Linked DNA regions of Rattus norvegicus: regions 1 and 2 are each linked to region 3. The links are chromatin contacts, called in public Hi-C maps. All regions are on one chromosome and are shown on one strand. Each heading gives the region's core, a stretch centred on a gene start, on an enhancer-like site or on the middle of the called end of the contact. The rest is flanking DNA. Distances are from core to core; before and after follow the strand shown.

Region 1 (2,847 bases), core at 19-2,518, 140 kb before region 3:
AATGTCAAGCAGTGCAAGCAATGGCAGACGTTAAACCAGAGATTGTTGCTCCTGAAGAGGGAAGGAGCTTTGTTAGAGCTGGCGCTTGGTTTTGCTCAGCAGGGGTTGTACTGTGGAACCAGATCGATTATGTTAGAGTCCCGTCTCTGCAGCTCTCTGTTGAAGCGACCTTGGCTAGACTATGTAACTTCCTCAGTTTTGTTATCTATAACCCAGGATTATTAATAACACCTCATAGGCGCTCTGAGGATTAAATAAGTTAATAGTACACAGTAAGAGATATGTACAAATGATTTGCTGCAATCTCCCGCTGTCACCTAAGATTCACCACTGTGTGAGACCGAATACCAACGGGGCATCCGGCTGAAACTGTCCACCTGGCAATAGAAACCGCCAGCCCAGGACTCGGAGGAGTGGTCTGTTTAAAAAACGAAACTGGGGCGATGCTGATTTTCCTGGACGGCTTTTGTGCTGACAAGGTTAAAGGCTAACAACAGTCACATTCCATTCACTCAGGTTTAAAGGTCACCCTTATGGTTAAGTCCCACAGTCATGCCCAGGGCAAGTAAGTACTTCAGATAGACTGTGCGCTTGGAACTCATTGAGTGGGACCTGAGGGAGCCCCTACCTGGAAATGAGGTACCTACGGAACAAGTCTGAGGAAGCTTTGGATCCTGAGGTTTGAGAGTACAGGTGAGGAGAGAGGGAGGCTCCCAGGGTAAGTGCAGAGCCGGGAGCTAAGAACGGGCCTGAAAAGCAGCAGGAATGCTGGGAGCAACAGAATGTTCCTGGGACCACTGCCTATGGAGGCTACTCCACAGCCCTTTAGTGTGGAAAGGGGAGGGTGAGTCTAAGACTGGATAATAGCAATTGCTTTTCAGTTCTTTAGGTCCTTCCTTTCTCTCTCTCTCTCTCTCTCTCTCTCTCTCTCTCTCTCTCTCTCTCTCTCTCTGTGTGTGTGTGTGTGTGTGTGTGTGTGTGTGTGTGTGTGTGTGTCAAGAAAGGATTTCCCTGTGCTTTCCACTGACTCCATCTCACTGGTGCAAGCCTAGAAATGCCCACTTCCTATGTCTTTCTGCCCCTATAGTTTTGTGAAACTCCAGGAGGCTTTGACTGAACTTTCCTAGGCTTAACCCCTTCTTCTCCACATCACAAACAAGTATGCATAAATCCTCGCCCGATTTCAGCCCACTCCCTAGACAGGCCTGACAGGCCATGCCTTTGCAAAAGAACATTCCTTAGGAACTGCAGGTAGCGTTCCCCACATGGGCACCATTTACTTCCCCTAGCGGATCTAGTGGGAAGTAAACTCAGCCTGAGCCTTCTGCGCTCAGCTCGCCTGTACCCTGTCTGCCCTGAAAGACTTTGCTCTCTGTCCTTGCCCCTAAGTCGTACAGGCCCCTCCTTTCACCAGAACTTGGATTGGAAAGTATTCTTCGCCCAGCCCTGAGAGAAATCTAGCATGCATGGTGTTTCCTAGGCTTTGTAACTTTATCGAATACTGCATGGAGGGTGGAGAACTGAACGTGGACCCCTCCGCCATGACCCCTCCGCCATGACCCCTCCGCCATGACCCCTCCGCCATGACCCCTCCGCCATGACCCCTCCGCCATGACCCCTCCGCCATGACCCCTCCGCCATGACCCCTCCGCCATGACCCCTCCGCCATGACAGTGGCCAGGTAGCCTGGCATTGCTGTACTTTCTCCATCACCACCGTACCCTCAAACCACAAAGGGGACCAGATCTTCGAGACTTTCTGAGGCCCTAGGTCCCTTTCTACCCACGCACATTCCAAACATATCAGCATCTGCCCACACCCCACATTAAGTGTAATTTTTTGCTTCAGGCCATGAAAAGCGTGTTTATTATTTGCTTTTTGAAATCATTTGACTGTAAGTAGCTCATGCAATTTATAATTGGCTCAAATTTCCCCAGAGTTATACAATAGAGAGTTCTTAAAAAAAAAAAAAAAAAGAAAGAAGAAAGAAGAAAACTGTCCTAAGAATTATTTTCATATAAAATAAAATATTTTTAAAAAATAGATTTAGCAAAGAAGTAATTATCATATTTGTAGACATTTACTTCAATCTTGAGAAACTTTCTGGTATTTTTCTGTGGTCTCTTTAAAACCACCAGATCTTTATGTACACTGCGTAGAGATTCAACTGGAGGTGCCAGGAGGCCTGACAGCTTGAGTTCAATACCTCAGACCCACATGGTGGAGGGAGAGAAATGACTCCTGTAAGTTGTCCTCTGACTTTCGCACAGTGTCCTAGTGTGCACACCAGCCTTCGTGTGTACATGCATATACATGAAAGGTTTTTTTTTTTTAATGCAACAAACATAAATAAAAGGACTTGTAAAAAAAAATGGCTTCAAGAAGTTGTTGGTTACTCCCTTAACATTTGTTGTTGCACCAGTGTATCTTGCAGACAGGAGGTCACTTTTGTCGGTCTCAAAGTTTGCAGCTAGGTGATACAGATTTTCTCGTGTAGCATGTAAAATAGTTTCCAGCACCATGACTATTAGCCAGTAGGGTGAAGCTTCTAGTTGGTAGAAGCTTGATTCCTTCATGTTTTTGTTGTTGTTTTGGTTTGGTTGTTGTTGTTTGGTTGTTTTTTTTTTTTTTTGGTTCTTTTTTTCGGAGCTGGGGACCGAACCCAGGGCCTTGCGCTTCCTAGGCAAGTGCTCTACCACTGAGCTAAATCCCCAACCCTGTTGTTTGTTTGTTTGTTTGTTTTGGGTTTTGGTTTTTGGAGACAGGGATTCTCTGTATAGACCAGGGCGTCTTTGGATTTGCAGAGATTTGCCTTCCGAGTGCTGGAATCCAAAGGTGTGCGCCACC
Region 2 (2,877 bases), core at 69-2,568, 210 kb before region 3:
GAGGCAGGGGAACCAGAAGTCCTAGGCCATCCTCTGCTACTTTGTGAGTTCAAAACCAACCTAGAATACCTACCTGAGCTTTTGTCTCATCACAAATAAATAGAAAGAAGACACGAAGGTGGGAAGGAAATGTGTTGAGGGGTATAGGAAAGTGAGGTTCAAAGGGGACCAATGTATATGTATGATGTTGCCAAAGAGGCAGGGGAGAGAGCTGCTTTTTTTTTTCTTCTGATATAGAACAAGCCACAGAGCTGCCAATCATCCTTGTACAAGGCCCATGCTAATCTGGCCAAGGTGTTATCTGCAGGGCCAGCAGGATGGCTCCATGGGTAAAAACTTTTGTCACTAAGCCTAACAGCCTGAGTTATATACCCAGTCTGATGGGGTCAGAGGAAAGAACTAGAACAGGCAAGTTGTACAATGTACCCACCCCCATCCCTACACACATACGCATATATAAAAAAGTGTAAGTTATTAGGACTCAAGTAAGAATGTGTGCTGCTCTCACAGAGATCTGGAGATCAGCCAGCACCACATCTGGGGCTCACAATGTAAGCTGCCTGTAAGGTCAGCTCAAAATGAGTCTGACACTTCTGTTTCCTCAGGCCGGGCACTTGTGTGCAAGCATGTGTGCTGGCACGCGCTTGTGCGCGGACGCTCGCATGCACACACACACAGACACACACACATTTAAAAACATTAAAAACAAAAATTAAAAATTAAAATGGTCTAAGTTTCTATGTAAAAATCAGTTGTTAAAGGTATTTGCAAGGTAGTTTGATGTGTCATTTCAGGCCTTTTTAGCCCCAGGTGAGGGTACAAAGTTTAGCTTTCTGTTGGCTCTAAGATTCCCTGCTGCCAACTGTGGTGGTGCTGGTCGGTAGTATTAGGTGTTCCTTCTGGATGCAGGGGAAGGGCTTCCTCCCCTGCACATCTGTTGGAGCAGCTGGAGATGCATTTGCACACTTCAAGATGGACCAGTTAAGCCATTCTACTCGGAGCTACGGAGCGTCTTCTCCCAGCACTCGTGCACATGGCTTGCTTTGGTTTGGTTTTGTTGTTGTCGTTCACTGCTGAGAACCTTTGATCTACTTCAGCAGGACCTTTTCTCTAACTTTCATCAAACAGACTCAGCTCTTTTCCCCCTCTAGACACACAAAGAGTCTAGACCTTCTCTAGGGAAGCTAAGAAAAAAAAAAAAAAACCTTAAAAATAACTTGACCAAGTTAATTCATCTGGCAAAAATAACCTCACTACATAAAATAAACTTTGGGGTTTTGCAATAGCAGTTCCTGAGAATGTAAACAGCCCCAGGGCCCACATGCACTGAGTCACTTGCTGAACACTAAGAGCCTCTTGCCCAGATTCTGCAAAAATAATGAACACCGACTAAAGACTAAGGGGACGGAGGCACCAACACCAGGACAGACGATCTAGGACCGCACACTGAAAATGCTTGAGCAGCCTAGTGCAGGTGTGGGGAGGGCGGAAGTAGGCAGGATGGCATGTACCTCAGGCCACAGCACTCCCTGGGGAAAGCCAGAGTGTGGGCACTCTCAGGAAGTCACAGGAAGCCCCTGCAGGTTCCACCGTGTGTGCCGTTAACAAGATAATGGCTCCATTGAAACTGTAATAACACAGTGAGCCAGCAGAGCCCAGAGTATTATAATACCACATACCCAGCCCCTGTTGTCCGAGCATGATGACAGCATTATGTTCTTTCTACTGAAGCCCATAATGTTCTAATGCACTTACACCGAGTCTGGGTACTAGAACAATATTTGCTATATATAAGGAGTGCAATCATAATTTAGATTTGTAAAGCGCTCCTTCGAAGTATTTTCTTACTCTTGAATGCATTCAGCTCCCTTTAATGTGGGAAGCATTGTGCCATTTCCAAGTTTTAGGATGAAAAAACTTTGGGAGAGACTCCGAGAAAAGGGACCATTGTTTTTCTTAAAGGACAGACACTTCTGAAGTATTTGTAATAACCCACAACTATGGGGAAAAGTGGGGTAAATCTTGGCAATGTATTTCAGGTATGAAAAAAGATCAGAGTCAAGTTAACAACCTGTACGTGGTTCAGGTACTGATCATAGCCATGTGCCAGGTGCTTTATGGACGTTTGTCTTTTTAATTTAACCTTCATAACAGCCTCTGTAAGTGCATATACCCAGGGTAAACAGAACACTGCAGTACAGGTTAAATGGCTGCACTGACATGCTAGACGCTCCCACAAACACTCATTATGGTAGCTTGAGTAAGAATGACCCTCATACGCTCACATATTTGAATGCCTAGTCATTAGGATGTGGCACCACTTGAGAAGGTGTGGCCAGCCTTGTTGGAGTAAGTGTGACCTTGGAGGAGGAAGTAACTCACAAGGGCTTTGAAGTTTCAAAAGTCCAAGCCAGACCCAGTGTCACTCTCTCTTCCTACTGCCTGTGGATCAAGATGTAGAACTCTCGGAGCTCTTTTAGCACAATGTTCCTACCTATCACCATGTTCCTCTCCATGACAGTAATGGACTAAACCCCTGAAACTGTCAGCAAGCCTCAATTAAATTCTCTCTTTCATAAGAATTGCCATGTCCATGGTGTCTCTTTCTAGCAGTAGAACAGTAAGACACTAAGCTTTTCTTCTTTTCTCAACCTGGACATTGGATTGCACTTCCCCTTACAGTAGAACTCATCATGACATGATTCTGGCCAACATAGCATCAGGAATGCATGTCATTTTTAGATGGGAGAGTCAAGAACCAGTTGGAGAGAATGAGTGATTCCTCTTTCTTGATGTTCTGTGGTGACCATTAAAAGCTAAATTCCACATAGGATCTGCTGGGGCAGAGCCCTGTTCCTGTTCCCATCAAGATATTAA
Region 3 (2,758 bases), core at 50-2,549:
TTCAGGAGGGTTCAGTGAGGAAAAGTGTGATGTGAGAAAAATCTCTTTAAATGGTTTGATGGCGCCACCAAGTGGCAAAGAAGTAGAATACAGCCTTGGAGCGCCCCCCCCCCCGCCGTGTGTGTGTGTGTGTGTGTGTGTGTGTGTGTGTGTGTGTGTGTGTGTGTGTGTGTGTGTTAAATTCTCTCATCCTTACCTCAGTTTTCCCTTCCTCCTCTCCTCCCAACCCCCACCCCCACCCTCCAGCCTCCCCTCTCCCTTCAGAAAAGGCAGGCCTCCCAGCGATATCAGGGAAACATGGCATATCAGCGCAATAAGACCAGACACATCCCCTCATTCAGGCTGGATGGGGAACCCAGTCAGAGGAAAAGAGGGCCTGTGCCTGGCATGCGTGTGGACGTCAGAGGACAACTTGAGCGAGTCAGTTCTCTCCTCCACTAATGTGAGTCCTGACCACAACGTTTTTCAGGGGTGGCAGCACTCTAACCTGTGAGCCGTCTTACCAGGCCATACCTATACATTTTCAAAGGTTAGATCCAAGAACAGTGACCTTCAGTTTGTGGGCTGTCATTAAAAACATGTTTCCTTGTAGGAATTAAAGATGCATCTCAGAAACAGTTTTTCTTCTGCCTGTTGGGGCTCATACCGTGGTGCAGAAAGCCCCACTACTAACTCCTCACAGCCTAACTCAGGCACTTTGGATGTGTTCTCTCTCTCTCTCTCTCTCTCTCTCTCTCTCTCTCTCTCTCTCTCTCCCCCCCCACTCTTCAAAAAAAAAAAAAAACAAACAAAAAAACACTCTTCTGTGTTAAGCTTAACTGTCCTAACGCTTTTCTCTGTGTCAACTAATAACTCAAATTGATATCAGCCTAGCTGAATCAAGCAGTTTTGAAAACTCAGGAATTACCTGCAACCATTTATAATTAATATATAAGTCAATGCATTCCCAAGTTATCACTCAAGAGCCTATCTATTCCTGATTCAGAGGTTTTCAGCTACAGCCCATGCCATGTGGAAAGCCCTGGTCTTCACAGTCACATGGGCTTGCTTGGATCCCACACCTGCCCCTCTCCGTGTGGCTTTAGTGAGTCACCCTTCTTTTTCCAACCTCCCCCATTTCCGGTACGGTTCCGTACAGTTCCGGTACAGTTCTGGTACGGTTCCGGTACAGTTCTGGTACAGTTCCGTATGGTTCCGGTACAGTTCCGGTACGGTTCGGTACAGTTCCGGTACAGTTCCTATACAGTTCCGGTACAGTGCACATTCATCTCTCAGGGCTGCAGCCAGGGGTTGCGGGCCGCTCCTGCAGAGCAGCACGTAAGAGCAGGGGAGACCTCGGCCTCTTACAACCTCTCTCTGCTCAGGCTGTCGTTCACCTCATAGAAACCAGTTTAGCTCCGAGACTAGACTCTTGCCGGACAGTTGTGGTTCCCTCTCAGAGTTCTATGTACACAATGACACAGCTGCCCAATGCACTGAGCCCTCGGTGGGCTATTATCTAAAGTCCCTTCCTTTCTTTCAGAGCACTGATCCATTGCACATAGTCGATTTAGAGTTAATTATAAACCTGAAGTCCTGTTTAGCCTCTTCCTCTCAAATACACAATCTGTTGTCAAGCATTAACTCAGAATACAAGGACCTTTTAGTTTTTGATCTTCATGTCCTTGCTTCTTTAAACCCCAGGGTAACCTCAGTCGCCACTCCCACCCACCCCCCACCCACCCCCCAGATATTGGGATTACAGTTGTTGTACCACTGTGCTCAGTTCACAGGAACCACTGGAAACTTGAGGTGGGAACAGTAGGTTTCTCTTGTGTTTGCTGTGGTTATTTCCTCTCCTCGCAGAAGGTGCACGGTTCTTTCTGATTTGTCTTTGCTGACCACACCTTGCTACAGTCAAGAGTGTTCTGCTCCTGCATAGCAACATCCCTCTACCTCTACATTTCAGATCCATGTCAGAGTGGATATTAACAGAAAACTCTTCCCAAACCACTTCCTGCCAGCAAGGGGTGACTGATGTCATGTCCATGTTTCTGAAACCACATCTATAGAAAAGGATCAGAGAAGGGAATTAAGATGTGCTAAGTCTATGCATATAGTAATGTATTTAACCTTCCCTTGATCCACTCAGTAACACAGTACATTGTACAGATGACGAGACCGAGAACCCATGTGTTACTTGATTACGCAAACACATATTGACCCTGATTATCAGGCACTGGGGATGCAAGGACAAACAGCCAGCAGAGCCCATAGGATCTTGCCTGGGATGATCCAAAGAGCAGAAATGAAAGGCTTTTCCGTAGGCATAGTGTTACTCTAAGTCTACCCTTCTATTATTCAAATGCTGGTTCCCCAATCCTACTATCTGACATTCTAGACACAGCATTGTAAGGCTTAAGAGTCTCCTGTCTCATGTTTGTGTAAACAAGGATCACTATTTAGTCTCTGCCTTGCCAATGAAATCTGGAAAGGCCAATGGCTAGTCAATAGAAAGAATAGGACAGCACATCAGCCAGCCAGAGGAGGAGGGAGAGAAAGAGAGGATTCAACATGAGGAAGAGTTCCAGAGAGACATCAAGGCAAAATGCACCTGAAGCCCAGACAACTAGACCATTACAAAAATGCCAGTTTCTCAGGCATTTTGGCTGAGGTAGCCAGATTCGATTAGAGGATTAGAATGGACTTATAATACCTAGTTATTGTACTTCAAGGTGAAAATAAATCTCAGTCTCTCTGTGTCATTATTACTAGCTAG

Evidence for each region. Hi-C and Micro-C count contacts between places; a contact is called where the count stands out from the background.
Region 1: a contact with region 3 is called in a Hi-C map of liver, with 4 times the contacts expected there. The contact joins two enhancer-like sites. A contact is called at or near these places in 3 of 12 Hi-C or Micro-C datasets (hepatocytes and liver).
Region 2: a Hi-C map of liver shows a contact between it and region 3, with 3 times the contacts expected there. The contact joins two enhancer-like sites. A contact is called at or near these places in 10 of 12 Hi-C or Micro-C datasets (the A7r5 cell line, Schwann cells, frontal cortex and 6 more) and 1 of 1 datasets of contacts at active chromatin or transcription factors (oligodendrocytes).

Annotation. Positions count from the first base shown.
Region 1 is chr5:54,482,977-54,485,823 of GRCr8, reverse strand. The region is part of intron 1 of Mob3b (MOB kinase activator 3B); the gene reads left to right. It overlaps LOC134486926 (a long non-coding RNA gene), which reads right to left. Exons shown (of 2, transcript XR_010066501.1): 2 at 898-2,847. Among named protein-coding and RNA genes, the nearest start is that of Luc7l3-ps2, 35 kb to the right of the region's middle. Within about 2 kb of position 1,268, at least 8 of the 93 cell types and tissues checked have an H3K27ac peak or open chromatin away from gene starts, as enhancers often do. A contact at or near this core is called in liver, where this site is marked.
Region 2 is chr5:54,551,017-54,553,893 of GRCr8, reverse strand. No RefSeq gene overlaps it. Among named protein-coding and RNA genes, the nearest start is that of Mob3b, 18 kb to the right of the region's middle. Within about 2 kb of position 1,318, at least 7 of the 93 cell types and tissues checked have an H3K27ac peak or open chromatin away from gene starts, as enhancers often do. A contact at or near this core is called in liver, where this site is marked.
Region 3 is chr5:54,345,457-54,348,214 of GRCr8, reverse strand. The region is part of intron 3 of Mob3b (MOB kinase activator 3B); the gene reads left to right. Among named protein-coding and RNA genes, the nearest start is that of Cga, 63 kb to the right of the region's middle. Within about 2 kb of position 1,299, at least 5 of the 93 cell types and tissues checked have an H3K27ac peak or open chromatin away from gene starts, as enhancers often do. A contact at or near this core is called in liver, where this site is marked.